Regions from separate parts of the Drosophila melanogaster genome. Here region 2 is linked to region 1. The links are chromatin contacts, called in public HiChIP or PLAC-seq maps. All regions are on one chromosome and are shown on one strand. The core of a region is the stretch at or near the end of the contact, and the rest is flanking DNA. Distances in the headings are between cores, read along the strand shown. Region 1 holds the start of CG42711. Region 2 holds the start of CG43333.

Region 1 (6,831 bases), core at 1,785-4,284:
GGATAGAACGGATATTCTAAAATGTCTCTAGATATGTTACTTTTTTGTGGCATTTTGGTTTACCCAAGTAAATATGAACATGGTTTTAAGAAAGGATTTTTAGAGAGAAAACTAATTGAAATATTTAATTTTTCCATTACCAGTTCTACATTTAAATCTTATTGAAAGAAATCACATTTCATAATTACTAAAATCGAAAAGTGTTAAGGATCATTTTAACCCGAAAAGGATAGGCAGTCCTAGAATATGTTTTTAGCATTTAAAAAAGAAAACAAAAATGTAGATTCGTATTAAAAAGCTTTGAACGCGAAACTACAAAGAGTTGAATTTGCCTTCTTCCAATTTGTATTTTAACCGAATTATTGCGAAAATATCAAGCCACATTAAGTATACGCCGCATGCCCAATATGTCAGGGGGCCTAGGCCACAATTGAACTTGGCTGGTTGCCCAGCCAACTTTCCACCCAACATTGCATAATTGTCATATTCCAAATTATGGAGTAATCGGGCGGAGGTGGAGCCGGAAGCGGCTGCAGTTGCATAACCGCCCGACCAAGCCAATTGGGTTTCTATCGAATTTAACCCACTTGTCATTGCAGCTCATTTTCGGCCTTGTGGCGATGTGCGTGCTGGTGGCCAACGCCAGTGAGGAGGCACCCAAGAAGGCCGTCGAGACCGCCGAGCCCGCCGAGAAGAAGCAGGAGAAGCGCGGCATTGGCCACGGTCTGGGCTACGGATACGGACCATCGGCGGGAGGCGCCATTCTGGGATCCGGCATCGGTGTTGGAGTTCCAGTGGCTCCCGCTGTCGCTGAGCTGCCCACCCAGGTGCACACCAACACCGTGGTGAGGACCGTGCAGGTGCCCTACCAGGTGGAGCGTCACGTTCCCTACCCCGTCGAGAAGACCGTCACCTATCCCGTTAAGGTGCCCGTGCCCCAGCCCTACCCCGTGGAGAAGATCGTCCATGTGCCCGTCAAGCAGATCGTGAAGGTGCCCGTCGAGGTGCCCCAGCCCTACCCCGTCGAGAAGGTGATCCGTGTGCCCGTGAAGATCCCAGTTGATCGTCCCTACACCGTCCATGTCGACAAGCCATACCCCGTGCCCGTGGAGAAGCCCGTGCCATACACCGTCGAGAAGCGTGTGATCCACAAGGTGCCCGTCCATGTGGAGCGTCCAGTGCCCTACAAGGTGGCCGTGCCCGTGCCTGTCCACGTTGAGAGCCACGTCAAGCCCGCCGTGGCCGTCACCCACACCGTTGCCGCTGCTCCTGCCATCATCAGCCACGGCTACTCCGGACACGGAATCTCCGGATACGGAATTTCCGGACACGGAATCTCCTCCTACGGCAGCTCCTCCTACGGCGGCTCCGCCCACGGTGGCTACCTCCACAAAAAGTAGATGAAATCGCAATGCTGTCGAGGGCCAAGCGAGAAGTGAAGTCGGGTGAAGGCGAGCGAACCAACCAACAAGTCGAAAGTATCCAACAGACATTAAGAATCAAGCACCCCTCCCTCTCTTTCCACGCCCAGCAACCGCCAACGTACGACTTACAAATTTAGTTTTAGTTTGTGATACCAACCGAAATTCTGGAAGGATCGGAACCAGGAGAAAATCACACAACTGACGCAATCCATTATAGAAAGCTTGCCAAAACCCATCCGGGGCGTTTGAAAAGTGCCTGTCTCCTGGCATCCAAATCCATCGAGTGTACAGTTCTTTTGTAGACAATCACAGAGAAATAACTGCTGACGAGTTGCTCCTTCGACTTTTTCACGTAAATTTCTTTTCTATGAAATATTTGTACATATTTAAATAATGTAAATAAAACGAAAATTAAAAAAAAAAAACTTAAGACTTGTACTTTCAGAAATACTGGGCTTTCCATTAAAAAAAAAAAAGATAGAAGTTCGATAGGATATTTTTAAGGTATATAGGGTATTTTCACTTAATGAGCCTTTTGTTTAAGCTGAAAGCTTAATTTGTATTGCTGCATTGCTATTTTGGAATAAATACATTTTTTTACAGAAGTTATATATCTGTCAAGTTAAAACGTAGCCATAAAGGACTACATATTATATATTTACATATTATATATTTATATATAATATATATATATATTATATATTTATGGATATTTATTAATTTTTATGAGGGGGTGTGGAGTTACTCTTAAGTGGATTAATACAGCTTATTTTAGTCAAAGGATATTCCCACAACTATGCAATGATTTATTTATTTATTATAAATTTTGGGAATTATTCTGAATTGCATTACAGTGCGTCAAGTAATTGTTCGCAAACAATGTTTTTAAAACTGTAAATTTAGTGAGTAGGCCTAAATTTATGCAACAAAAAATTATATATTTAAGCTTTCCTAAGCTTTGAACTGTTACTTAGTTAATACAGCTAGAATCAAGGCTTAAATAAAGAGCTTATACTTTTAAGCAATTAAACCAACTTAAAATTTTACATATTATATAAAATTAAAAATTGACTTAAAAGGATAACAAAGTCGAACACACTCTGAACAAAACTTCTTAGCCAAAATTAAACTTACAAAATTATATGGCGATTTTAATGAATAATATTAATAATAATATTATACATAATATCTATTTATCTAAAAGAAATGAGAAAACAAATACGATCTCACAAACAAACGTATCTATATGGATGTTGTCCTAATGGCTTTCATGCCAACCCAATATCGTAAAAGCCTAGCGCTATGCATCGAAAAAAATTACTAAGTTTAAGTCGAGCTTTTTTTTATCTTTCCTATAGCTTTCCTATCTTTTCGCACAGAGTTGTCGAAAAAATATATCAGAGAGGGATTTTCTAGTACCCAGGGAATAACAATATTTTATATATATTCACTATATATGTATATCAAAAAATTTGTATTTTAAATCTACACAAAATGGAATATATAAACCACATTTGCTTTATAAAAATACAATGCGACGCCACTGACCTTTTCAGAATAAGAAATGTATCTTAATTCTCATTTTGTAAATCAGTTCCTTTTTGTGTGTTTCCAAGAGCGGATTGAATATATAAAAATGTTTAAGATATTATTGCTTGCTGCACTCAGCATCTTGACATATAAAATCTCTAGTTGCGATGTAAATTCTCATTTATGTCGTCAGGTTGTTACTGTTAATTATACCAAAATGGTTACTAGGCCCTTGGAGGACTTTGGAAAATTTGCCAAATATTTCCAGCAATTGGGTATACCTACAGGAAAAAAGCTGCTGGTAAGCTCCATATAAAGAGCAATGACCAAGTTGTATTTAAGATTACCAAATTCTTCAGAACCTAACCAAATTAGAAGAAAAAGAAGTGTGTTGTGCAGGCTTCGAAAAATCCACCGACGAAAAATGTGTGCCCATCCAACCCACAACAACATCGACTACAGAAACTATCGATTTAACCGAATATACGGAATCATCATCTCCGAAATCGGATTCATTTGGTCAAGGAAATACGCACAGCTCGTTGACAGAATTAAATAATAAGCACAAAACTCTCATATTGTCAATTCTTATTGGAACTGGTGCTCTAATAATTGTTTTAGCCTTTGTGATTGCTCTACGTATTCGCCAAAAACGACGACTTGCATTAGGTAATAACTGCCGCCAAGTAAAATTTAATGCAGAAATGCAAACAGCTCTATTATAAAACATAAGTTAGATGTTCACAAATAGAGAATTTAAATATTATAAACGAAAAATGAATTATCAATTTCATGTAAAGCACCGTTCTTATCAGTTTCATTTAAGTGGAAAAGCCATATATGTACATAAGTGAATTTCACATTGATAGGACGACAAGTACAATAATAAAAAGTAAGTTCAGTTGTATTATAATGTGTACTTGCGGAGTGATAAAAGCAAAGCATTTGATTGTCGTGACCGGAATAGTTTTGTAAGTCGACCAAAGACATAAAATCGTATTACTCATTAAAATGTCGTATTATTTTATTTATTTTGTACACCTTCATATTTATAGAATTTTCTGCACCTTAATATTTTTGAAATTATATTAAAACCAACACCTGCAGCAAATATTGTATTAATGCTTTTCTGTCTATCTCTATTTAATCTCTATTTTAACATTTACTACGTGCGTATAAGGAAAATCGGCTTCATGTATGCAATATTCATAAATATATTTTAAAACGCTTTTTAAGCCTTAATAATTAATAAGCTCCGCATAGAAATGCCTACCCTTCGGCTTCAAACAGATTACTTCCCCCTTACTCCACAACATCTCATACATATAATCTATCAGGCACTTAAGCGAAAAATATTGTGAATATTTGCCAAAAAACGAAATGAAAAGCAAGGCGGGTAAAAGTGATGCAACAATTAATGCACGTGAGTTAGAGCACTAACATTTATCGGCGCAATCAACTGCAATGACAGGCAGTCCAGAAAGAGCCAATACGCGTTTCAAGTTCGCTGCCTGAGTCTTTCGTTTTGGGAGAACCTGTTGCCTGGATTGACCAACGCCAACAACATTGATCTTGTCCTAACCCGAGAAACGGAGCCGCTTGTTCGTGCCGCTTCAATTGCGAATGTGTGTGTGCCAATGGAGAATGGCTCGACCTAAAAAGCCAAAAGCAAAGTGAATGCAACAATAACAACAGCAACAACCAATGCAGACGCAATCAATTAGCGATATGCTGATGACGTCGGCTTGCCTGATATTATTGTGGCTGCTAACGGCTGGTTTCTGTGTGGTTTCTTGTGTGGCTGCCACATGTGGCGATTGCGTCATGGCGCCATGCAAACCGTCTAACGGTAATTGACTTGCAATTTCTTTTGCCCGCAACTTTTCGGTTGCAAAGAAATTTTCCAAACCCAAATGTGTTGCCACATTTCAACAATCACACAGAGCCAAATGAACGAAAGCCGCGACCAAATCTTGTATGAGTAATTTTTGGCATTAATCACAAAGCAGATCTTTAATGGCCGAAAAGTAGCCCAATTTTCACAATGCAGATTAAAAAAAATTCAAATAAATTCTGCAATGAATAATTTTAGATTGTCCATGTCAAAATGGTTGCAACCTATAGACATTTTCAATTCCTTAACTATATTTAAATATTATATATGCACAGCCAAAACAATGAATGTATTAATAATGCGTACAGTATTTACTTTCCCTGTTTACTTATTTTCATGTTCGGAAGTCGATTCGCGCAATCAAGTTTCTTATTGCGTGTTTACATGCTTTGAATCAATGTAGAAATATTATTCATATAACTTCATCGACTTCATATGTAGGTAACTTATAAATATAGAGCCACTTAACAAGGCTTCTCAAAAATTTTAGGTTTTCCTTTTGGCTTTTTAATTTATGAAACTTGCAAGGATATTTAAAGTCCGTCCCCGTTTTGCCTGAGATTATTTCTTAACAAACGTATTTTTCTTTTATTGCCGTTGTTTTGTTAATTACAGTCATTTAAGTGCTGCCTAATTACGCTCCGCTCTATATTTTTAGACTAACCGAGGTCGGCGGGAAAAGTTGTAAAGGTTTTATGTTTGATAATAAATGAATGAAAGTGCCTTTCTATCATATATGCATAAAAATCATACTGGCTTATCAAATTTTATAAATATATATACAACTGTCATCTTAAATTGTGTTTAATTACATTTATTGTAAAATGATATGCGAGCGGATTTCATTTCATTCACACATTGAATTCGTTGATTCATATAAAAAGCGCCCAATTATTGATACTCTTATCCAAGAACTACTGCAGCACCCCTCGCTTGCCCATCCACATTCACACTTAACAACAACATCGGCTTCGCCTCAGTGCGGCGTGTGGCTCAGAAGGCAAGAAACCCAAGAGCTGCAAAAACAGATTTACCAAATGTAAAACGAAAATGCAGACAAGAAACGGACCAGTCCGTCCGATGTACATATACGTTTGCTACCCTGGGCTACACTTCAGCATAATGTTTATTCAATTTACGCAATTTGTGGCAACAACACGAGCTGTACATTTGATTGCCAACTTGGGGTGTTGTTGTAATTATGGCCACGAGAAACAAATCGGGGGAATTGTGGCCAAAACTGAAATCGAAATTAAAGTCTTTATTTAAAATAATTTCTGTTGAAGAAGTGACGGCAGCCAGCGGATTTTCCTCATAATATTTCGCCAGCTTTTCGCTGGAAACACAAAATTTGTTGACTAAGTCAATGGGTCAGCTATTACACCCCATCACAGCTGGCCAACTCGAAGTTGGGCCAAAGGCGGAATTATTATGCTAATAAATAGTTTTTCTTTGACTGGTTTTTCTGGCTTTTGCGAATGAAAATCTGCATAAACTTGCAGGTGGGTCGCAGGCTCAACTTCCTTATTAATCAGTTTAGCTTAGTAAACTCCCCTCAAAAACAGAGAGGCTGCAAGCCTACAATTTTTATGAGGTGAACGTCACGCTTAGCTGCAGATGCATAAAACTATATTGAATATTTATGTATTTCTATGATCCAATTGAGCTATGCTCAACCAATTTAAAAACGCGTGACAACGTGAACAAATTTTACCAAAAACTTTGCTTCTCGGACAGTGAATACTCAAAGAGTTTTCACGCCAAAATAAAAGGAGGCATAAACACACTCGCCAGAAATAAACAAGAGTTCAAATGCTTTTGCCATTGACCCCATTTCCAGTTTTGTATTTTTTTTATTATTATTTCGCCGATCGGCTTAGAGATGCGTTAAGTCGAGATCGTAAACCCCGATCGAGCCCTAATTGCAGCGATCATTGAGGGAGCGGTTGGCTTGAGTACAAAAGTAGAGAGCTGATCTCAGCC
Region 2 (6,831 bases), core at 2,419-4,918, 250 kb before region 1:
CATTTTTAGATCAGTCACTACAATTTTGTTTTTAGACCCAATTCTAGAAAGTAGGCATTTATTTAACTTTTTTTCTGAGCACTATCTCAAGAGCAAAATGCAAATAATATTTGGGTTTGAATATTAAAAAGCGTAATTGACAAAATTAATTAATCCCAGATCACTATTGAAATTCAAGCGATCATATGCTTATAATCCTATTAAGATAAACATGGTATTTTTTCAAATTATAAGTACTTTGTTAAAGAAGTGATGCAAAGTTAGTTTTGAACAGCACCACGAACTTAAATTATTTGTATCTTGCATCTTTGCCTTTTCAAACTGTATCTATGCTACTGATCATCCCGAACGGAAGCGGTTACGGGTTAAAAAAGTTATTGACTTTGTATTCAGTCTTATTTTGTTAGCCCTGCTTCTTCGTGTTTCCCAATTTTTGGTGTTGGGCATAATAACTCCACGTGACACCATTTCAGATTGCCGCAAGGGCTCCCCAATCATTTAGTTTTTGTTATTAATACATCAAGTCTTTGGTCGTTCGCATCTATTATGCAATTTCCGACAGCATCTAAAACGCAAAGAAATCCAAAGTTGGCAATTTTTTTGTGTTGATAATATTTGTATATTTTGTCCGATTAATTGTGCTTGCGCTTAAATTGGGCCCATATTAATAAATATCTGTTTAAATGGTTAATGGACAGTGTCAATAGTTGCTTAATAAATAGTCGCCGATTATCCTAAATGATTTGAACAAATGTGTTAAGCAGCGAATAAGTCCGACTGTACTGGCCTGTTCCAAAACTTTGACAGCTTCAAATGCCCAAGCGTTTTGTTTTCACTTTTGATTCCCAAGTGTTTGCGTGGGGGTTAACAAGTCCGAAAGATTTCGGGGAAAGTAGAATTCTAAGTACACGCAGCGGATCAACCGCATCTGTATGACTTAATCCCAATACCCGACCCGTTCTTGAATGAAAAGTAAAAGGTGCCAGCTGACGAACGTTCACACACCAACCACAATTCCCTGTGAGGGTCTTGGATCGAGTGATAAAAGCCCGGGCGATCGTAAGCGTCATTGAGTCAAAGGTTTATTGACGTACGATGGTGGCTTCTTCAGCGCCTGCTGATGATGATCATGATCATGATCGTCGGGTTGCCCACTTGTTGTTGCCAGGTGGAGGCCACTGCAGGTCGGGTTCGGTTTTTCGGTTTCGGGTCCATGGCATCTGGGTATCTCGAAGGCCGCTTCTGCCTTGGCTTGACTGCCTTTTTCTTAGCTTTTTTTTTTCTTTTGCTCTTCCCCTCATATACATTTCTTTGCTTCTTTCTTTTGATCGTACGTCGCAAGGTGAAAGTCTTTCCCCCCGAGCGTTTTGTTGTTGGGTATTTGTAAAGCATTTAGTCTTTTTTCGGTGTTTCAGTTTTTGTTGTCCGTCCGTCTGGCAATGGCTTTTGTTTTTTGGTTAATTTCGAGCAGGCATATTAACTGTTCGTTGGTTACCCATTCATCAAGATCTTTAACTAGATTTTATAGGTGCAAATGGTTAAAATCCGTTTTTCAATGCCTTGGGACAGTTCTGTAGGCCCTCATATGATTATATTTATTTTTTTTTATTTTCCCAAGAAACTGATTTGTTAAGCAGGCGACATAAAACTGAAGTGCAAAAACCGTAGATGTGATTGTCAGAGGTCAGCTTAGTGATTTAGGATGCAAAATAGCCAAGGCTGTAGTAATTAAATCCCAAGGGTGTCTTTAATAAGTCTTTAAACAGCAAAAAAGAAATTATGCAATATAATGCTTTGAGTCACAACTAATTTGTCGCACCACTTTCAATAAATTGTAATTGATCGAACACAAGATCGCAACTGCCACTGGGTTTGCCCTGTCTCTGACCCTGGTAGTCAACATTAATGGGAAGCCATTAGCAAACAAGCAAAATTGGCAATTATAGCTCGCAGTTTTCGCCATGTGTGGGAAGTAATTACAGAAACACGAGCACGCCGCGGGATATACGCAGAGAAAGACAGAAATGTCCGAAATTAAAAATAAGTATATAGAAATTATAATCAGGTAATTAGAAATTGATTTGACAAGGGGTTAACTTCCTGTTAATATTTTCCACGGATTGTGCAAACAATTCAATCAAGCGCAGGTGAAAATATTTTCCACCGATCTTTGGATTAGCGCAGAGTATCTTTTTTTTCTCACAGCCCGATCGGTCAACAAAGAAAGTCATCAAATAAAATTTAAGCACGCACTTCAAAACATCAGACCGTAGAGAGGGGCAAGTGGGGGCCCGATCTTTAGTATCATCATGGGTCATTATCATTGTCTGTGAATGGAACAAAGAAGCCAAACCTGATAAGCTGACTGGCGCTTGCCACTTATGCAATCGCCACTTAAAAATACCTGTGGCCGGGTCTTTTAGAATTGCATTTGGACCCCTAAATAATTGGCCTTGGGACTGCATTCGTTTTCCTGGGCGTCCGGAAAGTGAAAAGTTATTTATGAAAGCCGGCGATGAAATGCCTATTTGGGGAGTTGATTGATGGACTTGTTGATTAGTCGCCACCGAATTGCTTGCGACCTGGAAATAATTGAGTGGAAAGCTGGAAATGCAATAATTTGTTGATCGGTCTGACTTGTTCTCTGATATAAAATGCATTTTATCATCGTGTTTCACAAGAGGAAATAATTTTAAAAATTAAAATATCGCTATCAATGGGGAGGATCCAAAAAAGTAATGATAAGAAGGCAGTATTGTGTTTGAACATTTTTGGTTACCTAAAAGATAGTAATACGAAAATGTAATCTAAAAACTTAAAGCTCTTGACCAAAATGCTATCATTTTTAAAATATAGCCCAGCATGTTTTGCTGTTTAATGCGTGTGTTCAGCTTATCTTTGAATTCAACATTTTTACAGTGATTAATGTATTCCAATAATCCGATGATCCCTGGCTCACAAGACTCTTCCCTATTAAGATATCAAGTCGAGCGCAATATGTAGATTCACTGCCCAGTGGCTGTGATGTAAGGTATAAGGGGCTGTTCAATGGATCGCCTTATGCGATCTCAGCGGGAATTTTAAACACATTACTCAACCGAAATTCCAGCTCAGCATTAATCATGCCCAAATCATAAAAATGTGAATCAGATTATAGACGCCGTAATGAATATTGTCAGCTACTGTTGTTACATGTCATAAGATCAGACACACACGTCTTTTGGCTTAAACGGTGCAATGCAATAAAATAATTTTGGGTATAGCTCAGATTCTTGGACGCCCCCCAACAGAGATCTTATCGCCACTTCCGAGTAAGCTACGTGGTTGTGGCCACAATCGTTTGGCGACATGGAAATAACGATCAGAGATTTGAGTTTCGGGTAAGCCATTTCTGGGTTCGATATGCCAGTGATTCACGCTAAATTGATAAGGTAATGCAGAAGCGCAAGCCATTTCCTCATGTGGCCAACTCAAAACCCGGCAACACTTTCTCTTTCGGCCACAAAATCGCGCTCTTTGCTTTCTCTTTGGCCAGATTGCTGCCTCTTCGACACGAGCAACATGTTGCCGAGGTGCGCATGTTGCTGGCGTCTTCGTTGCCATTGCGACCGCTTTTTGGCATCTTCGCGGCAAGCTTGGCTTAAATTGTTACCAAACGTTTAATGATCTTCAGTTAAGCTTCGAACTTTTACCAGACAAGTCGTGTCTGCGGCTGCTACCAACGGCAGTCAATTTAAAAGTCCCCAAACGCGGCTCAAACGTTAACGGAATTTTAAAACCAAGAGCGAAGAAAACTGCATCATTTGCATAAAGCAAATAGAAAACGTAACGAAAATAACTTCGTACCAAGTTGATTTGGATTTAGTGTTATCATTTCGCGTCGCATAACTGACATTTTTTCGTGCGCCCCCTTTTTTCATGGGATATTTGGCAGCGGTATCGTGTTTGTTTTAAAAGAAAATAGTGCATTGATATCGGATCAATTGAGAAAACATTAATAGTTAACGGAGGAAATATATAGCATATCTGGAATTCCCGAGTGAATCATGAGGGTCTCTTTGGCACTGTGGGGCACTTTGTGCCTGTGGGTGGTCACCGCGAATGCACAAGGATTTATACCACCACCCAATGTCGGCCTTCACAATGGGGTAAGTTGGGAAATACAAAATGATCAAGGAAAATAAATTGACCTGAATCGATCATTTCAATAATTGTTTTGTTGTTGTATCGTATATCGCTGATGTTCCACATTCCACAAGACAAAGGCAATGCCTCATAAACGTCATCCCAAATATGTGCCAAATAATCATAGAAATAGAGAAAAAATGTTTATCACTTAATTTGCATTTCCATTGAACGATATGCAAATATTCATTGTTAGATCTCTGGCTTTGTGGGACTCTTCGTTTGTCCCAACCAAATTGACACAGTTTTCAGATCTTTTCGAGTCTCGGCCAAAGAAAGTTGCCATGCGTTGAGTAGTACTCGCATAAATATACCAAACGGTCAAAGATTTCGGAGCGCCTATCACAGAAATTCCCCAGACTTGCATAAGACTTTCTATCAATAAGATAACCCCCTGACTGATCGCAGTTGGAGCTCCCAAGTTCCACAGTCTATTTAAAAATTCAATTATTTAAATATTTGTTTTGGGATTTCAATATTAATTGTTGGAACGTTTAGGACCGCAACTGAAAACGAAAACGATTTTCAACGCCTCAATGAACTTTCCCTTTTCACAAAAATATTTTTATCTTTCGCTCAATCGAAGGTGGGGGACTCGATTAAATGAAGATGCAAAAGAGGAGTAAAAGCCGTAAAGTCATGGGACAACATTTAAACCTGTTCGCGTGGAGTGGTCAGGAAGACAAATATCTTCCAGTATCGTTAAGCAAAATTTTGGTAGATAATCTGTCAAGTCATGAGGGTTTCTTAGAACTTTCGTTTTCTTCTGGCCAAGTTGAAGGTCTCTTAGATAATCGATCACCTTAACCAGACTTTCTGATTTTCCTATGTTGATGTAATCTGATCATGTTGGGCATCCGTTGTTACAGTTTTCACTTTTACGGCTAAAACCCAAAGAGATTTGGCCAAAAGCCACAACAATTTATGATGTGAAATCAACAGCTCTGTTGTCTCCTCTTTTTTCGTCTTTAATCTTTATTTTTGGATGAACTAATGCCTATAATTGAGGTTTGGATTACGTAAAAAGATTTTTTTTTTGTGCTGCGGGCAATGTTTGGATATGGAATTATGGTTGAATTGGCAGGCGGATTAAAAGGCCCTGATTATCGACAGCTTTTTGGGAGTATGAGAGCGGTCAATTAGTGGACAAAAGAAGTTCATGTATATCGGGAATGAATTTCATGTTCGATGCAATATTTGCTTTGTCCTTAACCTTTTCGTGCATCGGTTGACTTGCCAATTTCCTTTCGGGCAACTTGCACAACATCGCCATAACGTAGGAAAAGAAAAACGTGTTTGAACCAGATTTTTGCCAACATCATCTCTCACTATTGACATAAGCTGTGGCAATGGCCTGCGATTGCATCTTAACAATTTTTTACTTTTTGGCCAAGCAACTAAGCCTGCTAAAGAAAAAAGTATCATCATCTTCCTTTTGTCTGGCCATGAACAGGAACTGGCTGATGTTGCATTGGCTGGCCTGGGAGACTTTTGTTGCTATTCGGGATTTGTCGGCTTATTGGTGGCTGTTAAATTTCTTTTCGGTTGATTTTTCCCGTTTTTTTTTTTTTGCTATTGCTTAATTTGAACTTTTATTATTTTGTATACATTGCCTCACGTAGCGCTTGCAGTTGTGTCGTGTAAACTTGGCAGCCCGGCAGTCAACTACTCAGTACCATCTGTTGCCCATCGTCCATGTCCAGTCGCAAGTTCCATAGTTCACGGCACAGGCGCAGCAGCAGAAATCCGCATCCCGGCAGAAACAGCGATTTGCTGTCTGCGAACATGTTTTTCTGGGCCTGCCAAATTGTTGGTTTCTCGTTTGTTTCGTTTTGCTGTTTGTTTTTTTGGTTTTAGTTAACATATTTATGTGTATTTTACCTGACTTGCTTTCACTTTTGTTGGGGCAAATATAATGTACTTCCTATATGCTCGAAAAGAACACAGCCAGCGAAGATCATAGATCCCATTCTGAGATTGCTATTTCAATAGATTGGAAGGTAATTTCATTTATTGAAGACGCTTTTTCACACCTATCACATCACATAATGCATCACACAATTAGGAAATCTTTTAACGTATCTATAAATTTTGGATTGTTATGAAACCGCTGCCAAATTGCTGCTCATCACATAAATTCACTCTTTTTGTTTCGAAGGCAAACAATAAATGCCGGAATTAAGCTTCCCATGGTATAGCCGCTTATCATATACGATTAAATGTAGCCCCGAGCTGGTAATAAATACAGCAGACATTTCTCATTGACTTGCGGCGGGTAATAATTTCATATTTTTGTGACGGGGACCCTACAACCTGTTCGATTTCGGAGCGGCTTTTGTTGTCGCAGCAACAACATCCACCACAAAAAGAAAAATAATAATAAAAGCAGCAAAAATCATAATAAGAAGCCGCATTTCATTGTAATTTCTTTTTTTTTTTTGCGGGCTGGGTTCGTTCTGCTCGTTTTGAAGGCATGGAAAGTGGGTCAATCGAGAGATCTTTATACGAATTGTTGTTGTTCGGTTGCATATTTATCTGAAAGATATTTCAATATCCGAGCGGAGAGGTGACAAACTCTTAATGGATTTAGCTTGAAAAATGAAAGTTGTTTTTGTGGCAGAACAGGAAAGATTCAACGAGAGAGAG

Evidence for each region. HiChIP or PLAC-seq counts read pairs in DNA pulled down with a chosen protein or histone mark.
Region 2: a CP190 HiChIP or PLAC-seq map of the Kc167 cell line shows a contact between it and region 1, with 6 times the contacts expected there. The contact joins the promoter of CG43333 here to the promoter of CG42711 in region 1. A contact is called at or near these places in 7 of 107 Hi-C or Micro-C datasets (the Clone 8 cell line, the Kc167 cell line, the S2 cell line and 3 more) and 2 of 6 datasets of contacts at active chromatin or transcription factors (both in the Kc167 cell line).

What each region holds. Positions count from the first base shown.
Region 1 is chr2L:13,927,565-13,934,395 of dm6, reverse strand. It overlaps CG42711, which reads left to right and starts at 3,034. Exons shown (of 2, transcript NM_001201872.2): 1 at 3,034-3,255; 2 at 3,314-4,074. The coding sequence starts at 3,061. The coding sequence ends at 3,679. The region is part of intron 7 of Ance-3 (Ance-3,); the gene reads right to left. It overlaps Vajk2, which reads left to right. Exons shown (of 2, transcript NM_135845.4): 2 at 600-1,837. The coding sequence ends at 1,400.
Region 2 is chr2L:14,177,523-14,184,353 of dm6, reverse strand. CG43333 reads left to right here and starts at 3,668. Exons shown (of 6, transcript NM_176037.3): 1 at 3,668-4,148. The coding sequence starts at 4,047.